7 separate regions of the Mus musculus genome follow, and all the other regions are linked to region 7. Evidence: chromatin contacts called from public Hi-C, HiChIP or PLAC-seq and promoter capture Hi-C data. All regions are on one chromosome and are shown on one strand. Each heading gives the region's core, a stretch centred on a gene start, on an enhancer-like site or on the middle of the called end of the contact. The rest is flanking DNA. Distances are from core to core; before and after follow the strand shown.

Region 1 (2,977 bases), core at 164-2,663, 320 kb before region 7:
ACAGTTCTTTGTCAGTAGACATGGGAAATGCCACATACATGAAATAAGATCCAGGTCAGCAAGGAAAATGCTAGACCATGGACCTGCTGCATAGATCAGAAAAGTCTACGTATCACAGCAAACAATAAAAACCATCATGTTTTCTAATAGTAAAGAAGAAGGGGAAATGATAGTTTTAGTTTTTCTCTTGCACAGTAAAGACATGCTAAGCTAGTCTTTCTTTTCTCTCAGGTACACCTCAAAAAAAAAGTACACAATGTATACACTCATGTCAATAACCTCAAACTCTAATCAAATTTTGTTCTACATTTTTCCTCATTGATTTTGCACTGCTATTCCATAAACAACAGTCCTCAATGAGTATTAAGTCATTAGTAGATGGTGCTAAGTCATGCTGATCTTTACTTCTGAATTTTCTCCACTTTGATTTTTTTTTTTCACTATGGGATTATAGGGATCTGCAGTGTCTTTACATGGCTATCTTCTAAGTGTCACAATTACCTGTGCTTAAATCAGTGAGCTACAATATACAGGTAACCCAGCTGAAGGCTATTTAGAGTACTTTCTGTCAGTGCAACCTAGAGCTCCACCCTAGGTATGCTGATGTACCTTGTATTCAGATCCCAGAAAACTGAAATGAGTACATCCTACTACAGAACATGATTCACTTCCAGGCAGCAATAGATGAACAATGTATCACATGAGCAAGAGAACTAGGGAAGGGTAGTGATTTGTGAATTAGGAGATAGCAAGAACTTAATAACTCCAAAGAAGGCAATTTTGTTTTTATGTGGAAACAACTTTATTTTGTAATTCTAAGAAATGGAGGAAGGTTGAGACCATCAACCTAGGTTTATAAAGCTTTTTGTTTACAGTAAAAGATTTCTTTTTATGTATAGCATCTTTTGAGATGAAAATTCTCAAGAAAAGTGCCCCTGCTCAGGCAATAAAGAAGAACTATAACGGATACAGGATGCTTTCTTCTCCACTTCCAGTATACAATGGACATTTTAGAAGTAACTAAATCTGTGTAGGTATTGTCCAGTTTCCAAATGCATTCATTACATCACTATATACAATCAACCCAAAGAGGACCAAGAAACAATCTTAATTTTTTTCAGGAATATGTGAAAATTAATATGGCATGTAGGTGCTGTTGGTTCCAATTAAAATCAATATCTGTCCTGATTTGTGCCTCTTGTTTCTATGACAGAAAGGGGGCTAGCTAAGGGGATACATCTGCTCCTCACTCCCAAAGGGGCTCAAAACAAGTGAATGACCCGCAGTGTTTATTATTAAGTTTTCAAAGGGAAAGTTGTTTTGGTCTAATTGAAGCAATAATATGAGAGAGGTTATTTCTGGTCAGTTCCCTGCTGTTTTCACTCTGGAGAATATATTCCAGGTGTTCACTGGTCTGCTCTGCAGCACGAGGCTGCCTTCCCATGAGTTTAGGCATGCTGGTGCCAGTAGAGCAGTAAACTAGAATCAGGAGTTTAAGTCAGTTTGTGTCTTGCAGAGAAGCCCATTTTACTTAGCTTCATAGTGAACCAGATGGTTAATGCTTTCATAATTTTCACAGGGCCCATTATCCATGGAATTAAGTGATCTTCAGTCACTAATGCTTTAAAGTTTTTGTTTAATTTCGCTTAGTCCCAACTGCCACACCACAATGAGGATCATCATCATTTTATTATTGGTGTGCTATTTTCTTTTAAATAAACATTATTTTCTTTCCTTTTAGAAGAATTACTGATATTTTTAAATAAGTGAAGGAATAAAATCTCTCTAATTACTGAAATTAATTCATTATTGAACCGTAGCAGCTTGTTGTATTTCTTTGTTTTTGAGAAATAAAATAAACTAGTTCATGGTTCTCAAATACCCTGGAGATTCTATAGCTGCCATCAAGGGTGACATGCTGAGGCTACACAACCTGAAGCTAGATTTTAGATATAAGACAAGTATATAGTGTGTGGTTGTCTATAAGTTGTCCAAGATTTGTATGACAAGCGTTTTTAAGAAAGTATGAAGATGGCATCAAGCAACAGTCAGAGAACTTTAATAGTAGGTTTGCACTTATTCACTAATGAGTGTATGCTGTAAACTTTGATATTATTTTAAGATACTTTCCTTTTAACATTAAAAACTGAAAACAGTGAAGTATTCAGTAGCTATTAATATTAATTTTAAGAGTGACATGCAGTATTTATTTGTGTTATTAGTTGAATGCACAAATAAATCAGTAATTGCAGAACCACGAGACTTTTAAAGTTGAAATTCACTGTTTTCTTGGTTGCAAATAGAATTGAAAATTTTGATTTTGCTTAATTTCATTTGTGAACCTAGTATGAACCCACAGAGCAAAATAGTCACATTAACAACACAGGCTGGATTTCAGGCTAATCAGGGGAAATGCCTGGGGAGGGTGGTGGTGGTGTCCTCTGTTGCACACCCATTTAATCACGCAGACTTTCCGAGTAAGGGATGCTTCCTACGTCAGAATGGTAGTGATTTCACATTCCCAGATGTGAGAGTCAAAGGGTCTAGCACTGAGTGTCCTCCAAGGTGAGGCACTGGGATGGGAATAGCTTTGGTTCTCCAGAAAGAGACTAATGACCAGAACTGTGTCAAGAGCTTTGTATTTATAAAGTGCTTTGGACTCTTTGGATGCTCTTCAAATGCTCTGAAAGATGATTGCTTACCTGTTTTCCCCGAAGAGGGCAGAAGCCTAGCTCCAGTGGCCCTATATCAATCAAAGGAAGCCGACATCACATTCCTTTCATTGTTCTTTGCCTGCCCCTCCAAATACCACACACACAGCTAGGGTCAATGACCGGGAGCAGGTGAGGTGTGTAGATTAACAGGGGAGAGAAGTGGTGAGAGTCTTGGGGGGCGGGTTAAAAATGGAGAGAGGAGAGACTCTGGGGTTCACTGATTGGGAAGCGAAGAAACAATGCCCACTAATAAACATGAAAGT
Region 2 (2,737 bases), core at 109-2,608, 390 kb before region 7:
TTGCTAAAATCTTAATATTTGAAGCTTGATTAATTTGGAAGAATAATATCTACTTTTGTTACAGAGGGCTAGGAAATAGAAAATCCAAGTGAACCAACAAATCAGGTCGATCTGTGCTGACAAAAGCCATTCAGGTCATTTCTCAGGGGACCGGTTGTTCTCTAGTAAGTGTCCCAGTTGTGAGAATATACCACTCATCTTCCCAAAACCTCTCACTTGATTCTTTCACAGATCAATCTTCCTCAGTGGCACTAACTCAGAATGATGGCTGCTCTTTTTACCCACTATCTGAGTTTGAGACAGTGTATTAAAAACAAAACAAAAAAAACAAAAACAAAAAAAACATACCACAGCGGAGTGTTTCCACCACTCTCTATCCTGAGATTGCTGAAATAGTATTGATAAGGTAGATGATGGAAAGATCTAATTTATTCAAAACTATTACATCAATAACTCGTATACCAAGAGATTGTGTTTAAAATCATGACAACCATAGTGGAAACATGAAAACAAATGTTTTGTCTAAAATCAACTTTTCCACTATAGAAAAAACATTTTCTTTAGTATCTGTTCTTATTAAATCTGCTTTTCTTAAATTATTTTAGTTCTCAAACCTGTAGATATTTTTTAAAAGAAGTTTTCAAAATGTTGTCATCAAAAACCTATCAGCAAAACTAGGGAGATTGCCATGCTCACGGCTCTGGTCAACATAGTTAGCTTGGTCTACAAATACTGAAGAGAAACATGCCAGGCTGAAGTTCTTCCATATCCTGCACAGCACAGGGAGGCCTGGAAATCTGTGCTCCATGTCCCAAATGAGAGTAGAACTGGCTCTCCTAGAAACAGCACATTAGATTTTTCATAATTCTATAGTTTAAAGAAGAAGCAAATAAGCAGTCTGGAAAGGGTTGCAAGCGGAGCATCATGATGCTATGGTTAGCTAAGTCCATAGGCACATCTGGAAAGCAATTGCAATCCATGAACCATGCAAAATTGTAAATGTGGCTTTTGGAGAAGAAGGGCCCTTTCTATCTGACATTATATTGACCAGGCTCTTGCTCTCCCCTCTACAGAGGCCTTTCACCCTGTTCTGTAAACAGAGAAGGAAGTCGGTGGCTTGCTCTTGCATGCAGGAGGTTGGCAGCTCACCCTGAACTTGCTTTAGCCGGAGCATACCCAGGCGTCATGGTCAGTGGGTATCTTGTAGCTTCAAAGGTAAGTCCACTGCTCAAAGGGAGACATTTCAATGACCCAGGATTCCTGGCGGATTTTATTTCAGTTGCTGGAAGTTTCTCAAAAAGGCACACAAGCTCCCCAGCTGCCTGGAGAGTCTGTGAAATGCATGCAGCAGGGCTCCTGAACAGGCCTTTAGAAAGCAGCTTGCACTACAGATCCAGCTCAGGCTCTGCATCTTGATTTCACTAGAACAGATGTTATCTGCAAGCAATTAACATACTTGTCATCACCAGTGAGACAGACACAGAGTTCTTCAGGTCATTGCTTACAATGTTCTAATATACCCTAAAGAAAAGTGTGCTCAAAGCAAAATTTTCACATTGATATTGAGACAGAATTCACTAAAAAAGAGAAAGTTACATGTGTCTACTTCTTAGCTTTTCTCTAAATCTTTAGAAATACTAACATTTTATTTTAATTATTAGGAAATAAAATTCGAGAGCAACATAAATATTACGATTAACTGGCAACTCAATTTTTATCATGTCTAATTATAGTTGTTAATATATCTTCATAAATTGATTGATAGAATTTGCCATTTGACTTATTTTAATCTATTTTAATTCTTTAAAGTTACTTATGTTACATGTTTTTGTGTGCACAAATAGTGTAATTTGTAATAGTTAAACAAATGTCAAATAGTAAAATATTAGTGTTATGTCTCTAAGATCAGTATGATGAAAAAGTTTGGTGATAGTCCAATAAGATGTTCTAAAATAGATGATAGAACAAAAACAAAATAACAATTTTAAGTTCTTAAACTGTGTTTAAAAGTGCCAAACTACATAATGCATTCTATCACCCAGATACACTTTTGACATTAAATTATTTTCTTATAGACTGACTCTGACCTGATTGTCTAAATATCTATCCTCACAATTCAGTTTTTTACATTCATATCTTTATTTTTTAGAAGATAGTGGCCATTTGAAAGATTTCTCTTGTCACAAAATTCCTGCAGAGTTTGAGTAATTTCTTCTTTTCTCTCAGACTTAAAAACTAAGGCAACTGGTACACTGTCAGGGCAAAGTCACCAGTCAGCTCCACTAACTTCACAATGTAACCTGAAATCACAGGAATAGAATGCTCTGATCTACAATTCACTCCAAATCACAGAATTATATATGAAGTGACAATGTCGTCACTGCTCCGGAATGAAGACATAGGACAGCCAAATAGCCCAGACTGGAGTCTGATGTTCTATGTCACCTCAGAGTCCACATTTTTACTAACTGATACCCTTGAAAAACCAGTATTTTTATCTAAAGTAAGCTTTGCTTTTTACTTGAAAGTGTTCATTTTATCTAGAAAAATCACTTATGTAGTATATGTAAAGTGATCATTAAAATTAAAACATGACAAACTCTGCTATGCTTTTTATTAAAGCACTCTTTTTTGCTTCTGGGCTATATAATAATTCCATTGTGGTTTTTCATGTATCATACTGTAAGGAGTAACTATTGAAATATCTGCCAGGGTCAACTATGTGAAATATCTCAGA
Region 3 (2,790 bases), core at 254-2,753, 360 kb before region 7:
GTGATCACTTCACCCAGAAATGAGTCCCAGGCTCCTCACTGTTTATACCACAAAGGGATGAAACTATTTCCCAAGCCTGAACTCAATTCCAGATTACAGAGAAATGATAAATCCACTCCCAATAATACATTTATTTAATATATGACATTGACATTGCTTTATTTGGTAAGACATACAGGAGCACACTCAAGTCCAATAAAATTTCTGAATTTACAACCTTTCAAAAACACCCATAGATATCTCAAACATATGATTAACAAAGAAGAAATGGGATTTTCATCTTCAACATTGGGTTCTAGTATCTGTACAAACAGATATCCTCATGAAGTAACAAGATGTTTAGCTAAAAATGTTAGAATAAAAATAATGATTCCATTGTTTTTTAACCAACAAAAGAATAGCTCTATGTAGCATTTCTAAATATCTAAGCATATAAGTTAGGTGGGACCAAGCCGTGTATTCCTTCTCTCTGAATGTCTGATGCCTTAAAATTGAATAAGTTATGCCATGCAACAATTGTCTAGTAGGCACTTCTCTTCTGGAAACCCAATAAGAGGATCAGGAGGACTGCATCAGGAGGATTTTTTTAAACTCAACTTTTTCCACAAACACTAAATGAGTGTAGTGCATAGATACTCAATACATTAACAGAAGAATAAAAGGTATCTCAAAAGTTAAATTTCTTTACCTATTATATACTCAAATTCAGTGTTGGTTTTAAAATGAAATAAGCCATTTTATTAGGTGATAAAAGCATTCACATCATATGATAGGTACATATTTAAAAGATTTGATAGCATATGCTTAATAGATTAATCCACTCATACATAAACTATTTCACTCATTTTTCTCTTTTTAGTCTTTCTGGTGTCTCTTTGACTGTAGTTAGAATTAAATCGCCCTCAGAAGGGTAAAGATGAATTTAAAGAACAACAATTTGGAAGTAATATGTCTTTGTAAAACATACATTTATTAAAAGTTTTGTTCCACAAAATACACAAATCTTCCTAATTGATCTTTATGAGCCTCTGCTGAATTTCTGTCAGGTTTTTATATATCGTCCAAATGTAAGAAGAAACTTACATTTTCTAGAAGAAAAGTTTCAATCAATGGACTCAACTTTGAAGCTCTGATACAGAAACAACTTTTTCTTTCTTCTTCTGTTTTCTCCCTCTTGAATGAATACAAAGTTTTTTTTTTTTTTCTTAATCCTTGATAGCCATATAGACTATAGCTCAGCTTGAGTCATGGCTAAGAGAGTGTTGGTCATTTTAATCCTGTAGTTAAGGGTGAGTCACAGGGACAGAATGGAGAGGACAGAGGTGTTTGGTGAGGTCAGCATCACTGTACAGAGAGAAACAAGTGCCTGCTTAACTAGGTCTGCTGTATGCCTCCAAGGCAGTGGTCCACTATAACCTCTGGCAACACAGAAGAGGGCAATGCTTTCTGTACCAGCTCAGGAGGCTGGCCATGTGCTTGGCCCCAGGCCTCCTGTGGATGGCCTCTGATTAATCCTTTGAACAGTACTGCTTCTGTTTCCAAGGCCAGACTGGAGCTCAGCAGAGTCCCTGCCAAGCCACTAGAAAGGAAAAGCAGAACCTGCATTGAGCTTTCAGCGCCCTGTTCTCATCTACAGTGTTTATTTCTCTAAATCTTGTCATGATTAAAATACTCTCAATTAGTACACAAGCATCTTTACGCTTCGCTATAGTCTTTCAACTTGCAGTGTAACATTATTTATTTTAACTTCAACTTACTTTTGATGTGGTGCATGTATACAATTTACCACAGGACCCGTCTTAACATTTAACAGCACACTTCCTCTTTCCTCTCTCAAACAATTTCACATCACATGTTTTACATTTTCATTGGATTCAGATACACTTTCAGCGGATAGACAGTAAGACAAACAGAAATTAATTGAAAATGGTAAAGAACAGAAACAGGAGGTGAGGCAAAAGTTCAATTTGCACCTTTCATGTTCTCCTTATCTCTTTTAAGGGAAGGATGCAACTTTCATGTGTACATGAAATCATCAAAACCAACAGACAGTTGCAGTTTTCCTTTACCTGATATAAAAGCTATGATCTCTCCTTCTGTCTGAGTTATCACTCTCCTAGCTCTTTTTTAACCATCAGTATATGGTTAGGCAATCTTTGTTTATCCTATTTATGTAAAATATAAAAACAACTAAAACCACAACTGTCAATGTAGATTCCTTATTAAAAATGAGTCAGTTGGGCTAAGGAAGTGGCTCAATGTGTAAAACATTTGCTACACAGCGGCAGCAACCTGAGTTCAAATTCCCAGAGCCTGGAACTTATGGCCTGATACTGCGTGTCTATAAGTCCAATACTCCTACAATGAAAGGTAGGTAAACAGAGAACAGAGTCTTGGAAAGCTTCTGGGCCAGCCTGCAGACTCAATAACAAATAGTAGCAGAAATGTGTCTTAAAGAAAAGAGAAGGTAAAGCCCAATGCCTGAGTTTATCCTGTGTCATCCACATGTATAGCCTGTGTGCTCTTACATTTCTGCCCACATTCATAGTCTCTATTCATTTTTATTTCTTTTTTTTTAAATATTTTTTGAAGATTTATTTATTTTTATTATATGTAAGTACACTGTAGCTGTCTTCAGACACTCCAGAAGAGGGAGTCAGATCTCATTATGGATGGTTGTGAGCCACCATGTGGTTGCTGGGATTTGAACTTCCTACCTTTGGAAGAGCAGTCGGGTGCTCTTACCCACTGAGACATCTCACCAGCCCCCATTTTTATTTCTTTAAACTC
Region 4 (2,784 bases), core at 250-2,749, 390 kb after region 7:
TCATCCCTGGGCACCAGACCCATATGTGGTACACAAATATGCATGCAGGCAAAACACCCATATGCATAAAATAAAACCTAAATTTAAAAATGTTAAAATGCTCAGACATTCCTATGGAGCCAAATTCTGAAACAGAACCATGGAACACTATTTAACCAAAAGGCTGTTTGTCTTCCTTTAGGGCGGTAAGATACATTGTGTTAGCTTTCCAGTATAAACATACCATTTTAATCCAGAGGACAGAAAAGACCTGTGGATTTTCCTTGCTAGTGGTTCAGACAGCTAGTTCATTTGGCCCCTTTCCAAGAACCTCATTTACCTTTACTGGTAAAGCAGAGGAAGGTCACACACACACACACACACACACACACACACACACACACGCACACACACGCACGCGCGCACACACACACACACACACACACACACAGAGAGAGAGAGAGAGAGAGAGGGAGAGAGAGAGAGAGAGAGGGAGGGAGAGAGAGAGAGAGAGAGGGAGAGAGAGAGAGAGCTTTTAGGAGACATGGTTTCCCATTATTACTCTTATTGTCTGTTGTAAGTATCTCAATTGAGGATGTAATCATTTGTCCTTTCATAACGGAAAGGCACCCAAAACTCCTCCACCTTCCTTTCTCCCTCTGTAATCTCTTTTCAACTCCCTTTGTAATACAAAAATAAACAATGATTACTTCAGAAGGAAAACCAAAGTTACCCTCTGCTAAAAAGTCTGGCCTACTTTACCGTGGGTCAGACTAAAGTGGGCCACCCAGCTTAATTGTACTGACAATGCAATGTTATATTTAACCAAGTAGAACCACGCGGGAACTCAGAAAGTCACCAGCTGAAGCCTCACCCGCCCAGACTATAACCTCAACGAAAGCTTGGGTTTCATTAATTAGTTCCACAATCTAAGGAACCTAGTGTCTGTCACTTGTTCCCTGACAAAGTAATAAGGTAATGTATCTCACAGTTTCTCCAGTGGCAATATCCATCCAAGCAATGATAGTAAGGACCAAATCAACCCTTTTCATCTCAAATCCTATCTGTCCCAGGACCCACCCCGTTTCTCTTCGTGTCTTTAGAAATCCAGAAGATCTCACTTCTCTGCAGTGGCTTTTGCTTCCAGGAAGCCGGAGACCTCCGACTTTATTTTTCTACCTTTCAGAGAAAGTTCAACTTCCCAGCTTCCGTAGTGTTATAGGCGAATTTCTTCTGGGCGCGCTTGCTTGCACGGGATCCACACCCACTCTGTTTCTCCGAACAAAGGCGACAACCACAAAGACTTAGAGCTCTGGGAGTTGACTCCTAGCCGGCGGTGCTTGGCTGGCTGGGCTGCAAATGCAGCAGGCAATACCCGGGGTGCCAAGCAGTGCCAGACTCTTCCCCAGGAAGTGCAGCGGTATTCATGAGCTGACCTCACCGGACTGGGCTGGAAAGAGGGCGGGATTGAAGGGAAGACAGGAGAGAAGTAACCGGAGTGGTTGCTTAAAGAAGAAAGAGAAGGATGGGGAACCAGGGTAGCGGGTGGGAGGCAGAAAGACAAAAAGGCAAGAGCCACGCCCGAGATGCAGAATTATTCAGCCTGGCTCATCAAATTCCTCTCTCCATTTCCATTTCCTGTATTTGGCAGAAGACTCCAAGACCGCTTAAAATCGGATGCCTTGGCTTCCTGCAAAGCTTTGTCTCAGGTCCGATCAATCTCCATCAATTATTTACTTGAGCTCTTTTCCTTGGGAAGCCGGTTGGAGCATCCTGCACCCTCAGCCTGACCCAGCGGAGTCTCTAGACGCAGCTCTTAGAGGCGCTGGCGCGCGCTTCCGGTACTTCTCTTTGTTCACTCACTTTAATGCTCAGTCAGTCTCTCCATGCGCGGCTCCTTCCCCACCCCCAGCTCGGGCGGAGTCCTGGGATGGCTTTTCCGCGAATAGACAATGCTCGTCAGACCCGCTGTCCCACAGACAAAGGGTTCTTGAGGAGATAAGGAGAAATGACTAATTTAGGGCAAACTGAATAAATATGTGCTTCCAGGGATGTTTTAAGTGCATCTCAGTAGCACTGGGCACCATATTTTCCCCTCTCCTCGCTAAAGGCCAATTTCTTCAGTGAAAACAAACTGGTAATTTCTGAGATCCATTTTTTTTTTTACTGTTGTGCACGTGAGTAATAGTAGTCAGAACAAATGTATCAATAAAGAATCGTCTGATCTGACAATGAATTAAGAAAAATGCGTTTCCAGTTTACATTTATCCATATTGATTCACAGTAATAATACTCCTAATGTTTGAGGGGAATTTTGTTCTTTTTCCTTCCAATTTTATTTCAGGAGAGTAGGCTCGAGTGACTTACTTTAACCCATAGAAATCCCCTTGTAAGTTTGCAGGTCAGAATATATAAACCTGTTTTTAAAGGAAAAATTTGAGACATTAAACTTCTCTTACTTTATTGTGGTGATTTTGTAAGGACAAAGACTTAGATATTCTTCAACAGTTTCTAGCCTAGCGTTAATTTTAGAGCGAGACTTCATTTTAAACTAAATCCTGTCTTAAAAGTGAAATGGCTATTTGGAGTAAATTGCACAGAAGTAGCGAAATGAGAGCATATTTAAGCCCAGGTAATGTATACCCCCAGTGACATCGCTTATGTTATCACAAGGAAATAATTTAGGCTGTCAAACTGTTGCTATGGAGTGGTTTGTGGCCAGCACTGTCCAAGGTGCTGGGGATACAAAGAAAGTAGAGAAATCATCTCTGTGCTGAGAAGGCTCAAACATACTGGCAACAGTTG
Region 5 (2,955 bases), core at 1-2,500, 260 kb before region 7:
TACACCGAAACCCACGCAGGATATTTTCTGGGATTTCAAGAGCTATGTGCAAGTCTTGTAGTTTAATCACTAGCATTTTATGTTGTTAAGATGTACAGTAAATTTCACTTAGAGGCAGCTGTTTTAACAGAATAACCTAGAGGACTGTCATGCTTATGGATCGATTATTATGTTCATTATTATTAATATTTTGATTTGTTGCAGTTGAGGCTATTAAATTAAAATATAACAATAATACTAGTATGAGTAGGTTGCATATCATCATATGGAGGGTAAATACATTATCACAAGTGTGTATCCTGCTTCAAATTTGGAAAACCATAAAACTGAAGCTATTCTCCATTGAAAACGAGGAAATTAAAGAAACATTCTCAGTACGTATGAGTGCTTTCTTAAGTGTCAGCCATCTTTCTTATGTATAGCTTCTTTTGACCTTCACAGGAACTGTAAGCGGGAGCTGTTGCTCTATTCTTATTACAAGGAATGAAAGCTAAGTGATGTCACAAGACTATTTGACAGATAACAGCATGGGTGCCCAGGTATCCCCTCCCCGCAGGAGACAGTTCTGAGTACACAGGTAAGGAAAAGAACACAGCCATTATGGGCACAGTTTCTACATATCTCAGACCAGGCTCATTTCAATCCAATGAAAATATCCACACTGCAGTATGGAGTTCATTCTTCCCCCTTCAGAGTTTTCCCAATGAGTTAGGTTATTTATTTCTGCTGCGTTACATACATCTGAGATAATGCATTGTAATGCAAATCTGACCAACAAATTAAACAATTCATAAGACACTTGAATCTACAATGAGGCTATTTTAGTACTACATTTAAATAATATATTTCCTCTTCAAAGTTGTATTTTTTTCCCAGTTAAAAATGGTGGTTTGTTAACAATTTAAACAAATTAGTAAACTTCATTTTTTTTCTTTGATTATTGGACTGGTTTTGTTTTAGCTATCAAGAAATAATAGTATAGAATGTTTTGTGGTGATGAGGTATGGGAGAAAAACCTTAATAAAATATAAACTTCTAAAATCTCTCCCCCGCTCCCTCTCTCTCTCCCTCCCCCTCCCTACTCAAACACATATTAAACTTCTCAGTTCTAGGACCACTATGCACTTTGGGGTCACTAAAAGAGCAGCTAACCATTTGATACAATTTTGGATTTTTCACCCCCACACAGCAGACCCTCATTACCTAACTGTTAATCACTGCCAAAGGAGTAAGTCCCCTGACAGCTCTCAAGTCCCCATCCCCCAAGTAGATCTTTCCACATGTGGTGTCAAATTGCATTGTAATCACAGAACAGGGACTGAACAGTTTAATTGCACATAAGCAAGACTTTTTTTTTTTTTCCTTTTTCAACTTGGTCTTAAATGTTTCTTCAAATATTTACTACATGTTGTACATCAGCTAGAAGCATGGACTTTGAGACCTGTTCTTATAATATAACACACTGTATAGGAAGCCCAGTTTTGAGTCAGAATTCCATTACAAAATTGTCACTGGGAAGGTATAAACTGACGTTTTATCTTTAGTTGTAGTTATTGGAAATTACCCCACCTATTGTTTAGCTATTAAGTTAACGCTATTCTTATCTATTAAAGGAAAACTTTTTCCAGCAATAGTGATTTGATTTAATGAGGGCTGGCTGTCTCTTCTGTCCATCAACCCAGCCGGTTCACTGAAACTGTGTGGTGTGTTGCCAGTGTTGAAGCATTTGAGAAGTAAGGAGATAAAAATGTAACATAACAGTTTGCATGGCTAATGGTAGTATTTGTGGAATACATTGATTATATTCATTTTCTAAGATCTAAGTTATAGTTAAGACTCCCCAGCAACACTGAATATCCTTATTGCAAAGGCAATTTATGCCAATATTTCATCTTCACTTATTAGATTAAAAAAGTACTTCTTCCTCCTTTTTTCATCTTCAGTGTATTTTCTCACTTTTGTCTTGTGCTATTAAACATATTTCAAACGACATGATCCTGATATCTTAACGAGGTGTCAGTCACCAAACCATCCTAAACGTATATTCATTTCATGGGTTATTAATAGCATGGACAAAAACAAAGGTACTTTCTGTCTAAGCTCAGTGGTGTGATCAGCATTTATGCTTCTATTGACTCCCACCAATGGTTCAGTATGGCACCAATCAAAATCCAATTCCTGACCCAGGAGAATAGAATTGCTTTACTCCTAATTAATAAATCAAATACCAAATACAAAAGGAAGACAATAGTGACTATAACCATGTGCACTAATAAAGTAATAGTGTCTAACTTTTGCATTTAAAGGGAATGCCACTGCCTAGCACTTGATTCTTATCTTTACACAGTGATTTCTAATGATGTCTGAGGAGCTTATCTAGTGATCCCTTGTCAAAAATCACTAAGACAAGCAATGTGGTATTTAGTGATATTGCTAAGCAATTTGAAGATAGTTATGGCTCAAAACAACAACCACCACCACCAGCACCACAATAACAAATCAGGAGACTTCTTAGCTCACCAAAACAGCTCAACAGACTAAATCATCAGGTTAAAAAACTAATAATAATTTTCAAAAAATATAATCAAAATATGTTTTACTTATATTTTACTTCCCACATGTTTAGTAGTGTCATAGACATCAATAGATGATCTGTTGTGTGCCCGTTTCCCTCAGTACATGCACACTCACTTTTTATACAGCATTGTACTATAAAATTAGAAGGCAACGATTTGAAATAACCATTTAGAGCTTCCGTAGGACAGTCATGTGCCACATGAGGTAAAATACTATTTCTTTAGAAGTTCTGTGGGAATGCAACTGCCACTTACTTCTTTTCTTTTTTTTAAAGACAATTTCTTAAAGAAGTTGTCAGCCCTTCGAGTCCTGCCATTGTCGTGTCTCCACTATCCATACATTCTAAACAGGTCATTATTTTCCTGTCTCTACTGCCAA
Region 6 (3,161 bases), core at 224-2,723, 470 kb before region 7:
TCAATTAGAGATCAAGGCAGGAGGTTCCCTTGTGGGTGGTACAATCTCTGGGCTGGTAGTCTTGGCTTCTATAAAAAAGCAAGCTGAGCAAGCCAGGGGAAGCAACAGCCCTCCAAGGCCTCTGCATTAGCTCCTGCTTCCTGACCTGCTTTAGTTCCAGTCCTGACTTCCTTAAGTGATGAACAGCAATGTGGAAATGTAAGCTGAATAAACCCTTTCCTCCCCAACTTGCTTCTTTGTCATGATGTTTATGCAGGAATAGAAACACTAAGACAGTTTGTTTATTTCTTCCCTGATCAAGGTATTGTGTAGAGAGTTGTTTTGTTTCCATGGGTGTGTGGGTTTTATGTTGTTTTTGTTGTTATTGAAGTCTAGCCTTAGTGATGGTGGTCTGATTAGGCTTCGTGGGATTATTTCAATCTTCCTGTATCTGTTGAAGTTTGCTTTGTGACTGATTATGACGTCAGTGTTGGAGACGATACCAGGAGGTGCTGAGAGGAAGGTATATTCTTTTGTTTTAGGCTGAAATGTTCTATAGATACCTGTTAAATCCACATGATCCATAACTTCTGTTAGTTTCTCTATCTCTGTTGAGTTTCTATTTCCATGATCTGTCTATTGATGACAGTATGGTATTGAAGTTTTCCACTCTTATACTGTGGAATCCAATGTGTGTTTTGAGCTTTAGAGAAGTTGCTTTTTTAAAAAAAAAAAATATGGGTGCCTTGCATTTGGGGCATAGAAGATGTGTGCTAAGAAGAGCGGAGGAAGAGAATGGGAGAAGAAAGGGAAAAGCAAATATAAGAGACACGAATGGAATTAAATTCTTCATGCATCACTTTCCATTTTACCTTTTAATAAAACTCATGAAGGGTAGGTACTCATCATTTTACTTTGTGGATGAAACAGAAGTTCTAAAGCTTATCTGTGTAGGGTTACAAATTTGGCTACAGCTTGACTTCGTAGCTTGGACTTAATTCATAGCAAACAAAAAAATCTCCTTTTCTCGTTAAGACATACTGAAGACAAGATCAGGGACTATTAGAATAGGACACCAGGTAATGATGCCTAATGACCACTGGTGTAACAGATTTTGTCTCTGCTTATAATTTCTTTCATTGTCTTCCTTTGTATACGATGCTTGATTTATCACAAAAATATATCCATATACTTTAAAGACTAATAGCATTTGTATCATTTTCAGTTGTTAGAGAACAATGAGGAAATTGAGCTAAAACAAGAAGGCAGAAAAGCATCAGTGCATTGTGGACAGATGTCCAGATCTTGCTTCAGTTTATCAGGGTGGGAAGCCTTTACCCAGCTACCATAATCTCTAAAGTTTCATACAGCTTGTAGCTTTGGAACTGCCATGTGCTAAATTTTAAGCACAAATTCTGAGTCTTGGTGTTGAAAGCTGTACTAAGACAGCCAGGCACGTCCTTGACTATCTGAGTCATGCCAGTAAAACCAGCCAAGAAAAATCTTTTTAATAGTTTTATGAATAAATGGTATTACGGGAAGACACCCACACAGAAAGGAGAGGTATAGGGGAAGATCAAACTTTGAAGGGTTTAATACAGGGAGTTTGCTTTCTCTGTTAAACTCCACCTGCAGCCCTAAGTGAGGGGGCTGGTTAGGACCTGGTTATAGCACCACATCGCATGCTCCCTTTCTCTACTGTGTGGGATCTGATAAGTTTTCAGGATCCAGTCCAGCTGTGCTCTCATCACGTTGATTTAATGGCCCTTAAGAGAAACCATAAAAGTGCTTTCTGTTTAGTAGGACCCAGCTGTTTCTCGTGCAATTGCATAAGAGAGCAAGCTGAGTTCGCTATAGATTATTATTAAAAATTAAGAACTTTCCATGTGTTTTCTTTTTGTAGCAAAAAAAAAAAAGACTTAGATTACATGTATGATTTGTTAAGCTAGATTGTTAGACACACAGGGGAAAAACTTAAATGTATTATCTGATTTGATTCAAATAATCTTAATGGGCCACCCCAAAAGCATTGGGTCTGATTAATGTAGTATGCGTGTTCTCAGTATAAGATGAATGATCAATGCCTATAAAGAAAACTCTGTTTTCATTAGCAGGCAGGAGTATAAGAAACCAAGAAAATTATTGGCAGATTATCAGGCTTTCTGATGAGGTTATAAGTGCTGGAAGTTGGTACTGAACGAATGGCTGTGGCAATCATGTCATCTGAGCCCTTTGGTTTCTGCAAACAGAAGGGTGACTGATTGCACTACCAGTAAATCTGTTTAGTGTTGTCAGGTTATGAAGCAGTCTGTATTGCAAACCAGACATGAAGCACTTAGAGCCTTTGAATATCAGGTACTATTTAGTCAATGGAATATTCCAAAATAAAGTAGAATGTGTTCTTTTCCCTTTTAAATAATGAAGGACATGGCTTGGGAAGGATGAAACACTGATATTTAGAGCAATTGTTTTAGTATCGAACCACATTACAGTTGCTATGTTTAAGGAGTAAACTCATATAGATGAAATATTACGCAAAAAAAAATAACAAAACAAAAAACAAAAACCTCTCTGGAGACTTAATATTTATCTATTTTGGTTAACCATGCTTGACTGCCATCACCTTTACTCAAAATTGACCATGTAAAAGCTACTTTGGGTTATATTTATACAATCACAAAATTCTATATTGAAAGCTACAAAAAATTAGGAAATATTTGCTTTTTACCCTATCATTGAAAAACACACTGCCAGCTATAGACAATGTTGTCTTAGAGAACTAACTCATACAATTTACAACCATTCATTTAAATGTAGAGCTTAATAACCATTTAAAACATGCATGTAGATATTTTAGTATCTACTCATTAATGGGTCCTATGGTTGTAATATGCACTCAAGAAAATTCATGTGTTAGAAGCTTTATTCTCTTTTATTTTATTCACTCAATCATTCGTTCATTATATTTTGGAGGGCAGCCCTGGGACATGATTAGGGTTAGATGATGTCATGAGGATGGGGCACCTATAATTCAGTTAGTGGATTTAACAAAATAGGAAGGAAATCTGAGCTAACATGTTCCAGAGATGTCCTTATGTAGAATCCTCCATCATGTTGGGACAGCAAGGAAGCTAAGCAGATACCCAAGCGGTGTTCTTAGACTTCCGGCCTCCACAACTGTG
Region 7 (3,114 bases), core at 533-3,032:
TGTGGGTATGCACCCTTGTGCATCTCATGCAGCTCCTGCTACTGTCCAGAAGTTTTATTCCAGAAAAAGAATCTGTGTGTAAATGGGAATTCTTAAAACCAAGTAAGACAAATCATACTCTGAAAGGGTCACTGCTTTCTTCATACTTAGAGAATAGTATGCCTGTTTTCAAACTTCCAGTAAAAGTAGGCAAAACATTTAATAATGACTTAGCAACAAAAGGCCAGCATCTCAGATTCTGTGTTTTAAAGCTTTGCAAAGAAAAACTATTCGAGGTCTCCTGACTTTTGTATCCAGGCCATTCCATCTCAGCCCCAATCTTGGGCTACATAACAGGCTCCAGAGACCTGGAACCTGGGGTGCTTTTCAATGAGACAGGCAGGAGCTGTGGCATTTGCTTCTCCTCTAACTTATCAACGCATACATTGAAGGCACTCCTGCAAATCTCAGTTGGTTTCAAAGTGGCCTGCCTGTAATCCAATGCTGCATAAAGCTTTAGCATTACAAAAGAATCCTTCAGAATACTCATCAGCACCCTTAGGACAGGTTTACATTAAAAATGCTTTGAGGCTTGTGACCTCCAACAAAACAATTCAGTAACTATAAGTGTCTGTGCTACAGAAGAAGAGGTAGGATGCCCAACAGCGGAAGTCATCCCAGGGCCTGGTCTTTTCCCTGGTAGTGGTTTAACCTGAGAACCTGATTCTCTCTCTCTCTCTCTCTCTCTCTCTCTCTCTCTCTCTCTCTCTACTGCCAAGAGCCCTCTACTCCCACTCCCCTTGCTCTGGAAACAGAAGCAAGAAATGGAAATGGACCTTTACTCATTATCACCAAATGGAGACAATCTTTCCACATAGTATTCTCAGTCCCCCAGATGAGAAACCAGAATGTACAACAGATCCTCTCAACAGCATAAGAAGATGAGAGAGAGAGAGAGAGAGAGAGAGAGAGAGAGAGAGAGAGAGAGAGATTAACACTCTTTAACAGTGACTACTTAGGGAAGTGCCTGAGGGAGGGGGGATCTTGCAGAGCAAAGGCTGGGCTTGGAAGAAAGCCACAGTACAATTGCTTTTCCATCCAGGTTACCCAGAGAGCTCACACCTCTGGGTCCTCCCCTTAGGATCAGGTAAAGCACCTTCAAGTTGAAGGGTAAACTCCCACCTAAGCCCCTTGAGACCACACAACACAACCACAGCTACTTTCCCTGGAAAAAGGGGGGGGAGGGAGTTGGGGGGGAGGGGAGGGTTAAAGCAACAGAGAGACACTGAGAAAGGCTAAGAGTTGAGAGGGCATCTGTATCCAGAAATCCCAAGAAATTAGGAACAAGAGAGTCGAGTGGTGAACTTCCCAAGAGCAGTTGCTGGAGTGAGGCAGGGTCTCTGAAGAACTGAAGGACATGGCCACTACTATGTGGTTAGATCTGCCAGAGGCCAAGGACAACAGAAGCATTGGGTCTGGGGTATTTGGTACAGCTGGGACAGAAACCACCAAACCCCAGTGCGCCCACCTTGCCGGGTTCAAATTGTCCCTCCCCCAACCCTGCTCCCGTTCTCCCGCCGTCTTTGCTGAGTCCAGAGATGCTCCGCCACAGACCCGGGACCCCTTAGGCGCCTCTTCCCGTCCATCTGCCAAATCGCAACGCCTGTACTTTTCCAGCTCCCTCTTTCCCTCTTGAAATTGAAAGTTATTGAGGTCGCTCCGGGTTGTTGCTCCTCCCCGTCCCCGAGCTCCCCCCGCCCCCCGCAGCCATCCCGTCTCCCCCTCCCTCCTCCTCCTTCCCTATGGGGTGCTCCTAGCCCGGCCCAACACTGGAGCGGCTCCTGCTCAGAACGCCAGAAGCAGCTCGGGTCTCTCCAGCGCCCCTTGACCATGGCTGCGGTACCCACGGCGTCCGCTTCCCTGCGCTCCCGGGGTCCCTGCCACAGCCGCAGCCGCTGCAGCCTCTGAGCCCCAGGGGCCACTGCTCGCCTGGATTCCGCCCGCAGCCGCCGCTGCTGTGCAACCGAGGCTAACCTGCGGCCAGCCAGGAGGCTCCTGCAACCTTCGCTCGCGGCGATGACAGCCACCCCAGAGCAGCCGGCTGTGTTCGGACAATTTGAGAATGCAATTGTTGGTTTCCCGGTCCACCCGTCCCGCTTCGCTTGCCATCACAGCACGCCTGTTGGATCTCAGTGGAGAAGTCCCGCTGCTCTGGTTTTTCTACTCTTCGTATAGACTCGCCTAACACCTACATACATATTTTTCTTTAAAAAAAAACATTAAATATAACTAACAGTGAAAAGAAAAAGGAGAGAAAAAAGGGAAACATTACAGGGTTACTATGCACTTGCGACTGATTTCTTGTTTTTTTATCATTTTGAACTTTATGGAATACATTGGCAGCCAAAACGCCTCCCGAGGAAGGCGCCAGCGAAGAAGTAAGTTTGGGGTTTTCTTTTTTTTTGGGGGGGGGAGTGGGAGAGGAGGGGGTATTGTTGTTGTTTGTTTTTGTTGTTGTTGTTTTGGTTTTGCTTTGCGTTATGTCTTTGCTCCCTTCCACCACATTCACCTGTCAGCTGGTTTTGCCTGCCCAGACCCAGCTGCTGGAGGAAACAGTCTTTTCAACCTACACCCTATGCCTCCCACAGGAGATAGCAACTCGGGGCACTGGCTCTTCTACTCCAGTACACAAACCAGTACTGGAGTCGGTGCACCCGGTGCTAGTCTGCCCCCCCCCCCCCCCCCCCCCCCCTGTAAATCAGGATCTGGAAATCTTTCTTTCTTTCCTAGATTCGCTGTAGGGATTTGTGCTTTCCTTTGAGGCTCCGACGGAGGCCTAGAGCCCCAGGCAGTTGGGTCTCCCTGCCTTTGGGTTGTTTGATAATGGCAGGCAAGGAGACTGGGATCATCCCAAATTCCCGCCTGGCTCCGGGAACCTTGGCTGCCCCTCCCCCTAGGTTGTTTTATGGTAGTCTAGTCAATCAACCTGGGGCGGGCCCAAGGGACAGTGAGCAAGCTCCCGCGCTGCAGCTTCCCACGAAGCGCACGAGTGGAGTGGCGCTGAGGCGCCAGGGCTTCCACGACTGTCTGCTGAGTTGCCCCATGTCCCATCCTCTGGGGTTGGAAGTCAGAGGA

What was found. Promoter capture Hi-C pulls out the DNA fragments that hold promoters and counts their contacts. Hi-C and Micro-C count contacts between places; a contact is called where the count stands out from the background. HiChIP or PLAC-seq counts read pairs in DNA pulled down with a chosen protein or histone mark.
Region 1: a promoter capture Hi-C map of stem cell-derived epiblast-like cells shows a contact between it and region 7, with 4 times the contacts expected there. The contact joins the enhancer-like site here to the promoter of Rspo3 in region 7. A contact is called at or near these places in 14 of 39 promoter capture datasets (the 3T3-L1 cell line, 3T3-L1-derived adipocytes, the HPC-7 cell line and 8 more), 1 of 15 datasets of contacts at CTCF or cohesin (stem cell-derived epiblast-like cells), 1 of 484 Hi-C or Micro-C datasets (embryonic stem cells), 5 of 115 datasets of contacts at active chromatin or transcription factors (embryonic forebrain, embryonic limb bud, embryonic stem cells and 1 more) and 1 of 9 other capture datasets (embryonic stem cells).
Region 2: a promoter capture Hi-C map of second pharyngeal arch cranial neural crest shows a contact between it and region 7, with 4 times the contacts expected there. The contact joins the enhancer-like site here to the promoter of Rspo3 in region 7. A contact is called at or near these places in 7 of 39 promoter capture datasets (embryonic stem cells, frontonasal cranial neural crest, hippocampal neurons and 3 more), 5 of 484 Hi-C or Micro-C datasets (cortical neurons, embryonic fibroblasts and nephron progenitors), 3 of 115 datasets of contacts at active chromatin or transcription factors (embryonic limb bud, extraembryonic endoderm stem cells and stem cell-derived neural progenitor cells) and 1 of 9 other capture datasets (embryonic stem cells).
Region 3: an H3K4me3 HiChIP or PLAC-seq map of craniofacial prominence shows a contact between it and region 7, with 5 times the contacts expected there. The contact joins the enhancer-like site here to the promoter of Rspo3 in region 7. A contact is called at or near these places in 11 of 39 promoter capture datasets (the 3T3-L1 cell line, embryonic stem cells, frontonasal cranial neural crest and 6 more), 2 of 484 Hi-C or Micro-C datasets (the AML12 cell line and gonadal supporting cells), 7 of 115 datasets of contacts at active chromatin or transcription factors (astrocytes, craniofacial prominence, embryonic forebrain and 3 more) and 1 of 9 other capture datasets (embryonic stem cells).
Region 4: a Hi-C map of cerebral cortex shows a contact between it and region 7, with 4 times the contacts expected there. The contact joins the promoter of Soga3 here to the promoter of Rspo3 in region 7. A contact is called at or near these places in 1 of 39 promoter capture datasets (hippocampal neurons), 3 of 484 Hi-C or Micro-C datasets (cerebral cortex, cortical neurons and embryonic stem cells) and 1 of 9 other capture datasets (adipose tissue).
Region 5: an H3K4me3 HiChIP or PLAC-seq map of craniofacial prominence shows a contact between it and region 7, with 6 times the contacts expected there. The contact joins the enhancer-like site here to the promoter of Rspo3 in region 7. A contact is called at or near these places in 22 of 39 promoter capture datasets (the 3T3-L1 cell line, 3T3-L1-derived adipocytes, the HPC-7 cell line and 11 more), 5 of 15 datasets of contacts at CTCF or cohesin (the G1E-ER4 cell line, the NIH/3T3 cell line, hippocampal excitatory neurons and 2 more), 130 of 484 Hi-C or Micro-C datasets (the AML12 cell line, the C2C12 cell line, the G1E-ER4 cell line and 55 more), 25 of 115 datasets of contacts at active chromatin or transcription factors (PVALB interneurons, acute myeloid leukemia, astrocytes and 17 more) and 4 of 9 other capture datasets (adipose tissue, embryonic stem cells, embryonic tail and 1 more).
Region 6: a Hi-C map of uterus shows a contact between it and region 7, with 6 times the contacts expected there. The contact joins the enhancer-like site here to the promoter of Rspo3 in region 7. A contact is called at or near these places in 10 of 39 promoter capture datasets (the 3T3-L1 cell line, cranial neural crest, embryonic stem cells and 5 more), 9 of 484 Hi-C or Micro-C datasets (cerebral cortex, cortical neurons and uterus), 4 of 115 datasets of contacts at active chromatin or transcription factors (astrocytes, embryonic forebrain and embryonic stem cells) and 1 of 9 other capture datasets (embryonic stem cells).

Annotation. Positions count from the first base shown.
Region 1 is chr10:29,851,152-29,854,128 of GRCm38.p6, reverse strand. No RefSeq gene overlaps it. Among named protein-coding and RNA genes, the nearest start is that of Gm46219, 150 kb to the right of the region's middle. Within about 2 kb of position 1,413, at least 7 of the 459 cell types and tissues checked have an H3K27ac peak or open chromatin away from gene starts, as enhancers often do. A contact at or near this core is called in embryonic limb bud, second pharyngeal arch cranial neural crest and stem cell-derived epiblast-like cells, where this site is marked.
Region 2 is chr10:29,920,367-29,923,103 of GRCm38.p6, reverse strand. No RefSeq gene overlaps it. Among named protein-coding and RNA genes, the nearest start is that of Gm46219, 220 kb to the right of the region's middle. Within about 2 kb of position 1,358, at least 13 of the 459 cell types and tissues checked have an H3K27ac peak or open chromatin away from gene starts, as enhancers often do. A contact at or near this core is called in second pharyngeal arch cranial neural crest, where this site is marked.
Region 3 is chr10:29,896,689-29,899,478 of GRCm38.p6, reverse strand. No RefSeq gene overlaps it. Among named protein-coding and RNA genes, the nearest start is that of Gm46219, 200 kb to the right of the region's middle. Within about 2 kb of position 1,503, at least 28 of the 459 cell types and tissues checked have an H3K27ac peak or open chromatin away from gene starts, as enhancers often do. A contact at or near this core is called in astrocytes, craniofacial prominence and embryonic limb bud, where this site is marked.
Region 4 is chr10:29,142,711-29,145,494 of GRCm38.p6, reverse strand. It overlaps Soga3 (SOGA family member 3), which reads right to left and starts at 1,499. Exons shown (of 7, transcript NM_026138.2): 1 at 1,060-1,499.
Region 5 is chr10:29,793,141-29,796,095 of GRCm38.p6, reverse strand. No RefSeq gene overlaps it. Among named protein-coding and RNA genes, the nearest start is that of Gm46219, 92 kb to the right of the region's middle. Within about 2 kb of position 1,250, at least 3 of the 459 cell types and tissues checked have an H3K27ac peak or open chromatin away from gene starts, as enhancers often do. A contact at or near this core is called in craniofacial prominence and second pharyngeal arch cranial neural crest, where this site is marked.
Region 6 is chr10:30,001,698-30,004,858 of GRCm38.p6, reverse strand. No RefSeq gene overlaps it. Among named protein-coding and RNA genes, the nearest start is that of Cenpw, 200 kb to the left of the region's middle. Within about 2 kb of position 1,473, at least 11 of the 459 cell types and tissues checked have an H3K27ac peak or open chromatin away from gene starts, as enhancers often do. A contact at or near this core is called in uterus, where this site is marked.
Region 7 is chr10:29,534,535-29,537,648 of GRCm38.p6, reverse strand. It overlaps Rspo3 (R-spondin 3), which reads left to right and starts at 1,782. Exons shown (of 5, transcript NM_028351.3): 1 at 1,782-2,417. The coding sequence starts at 2,321.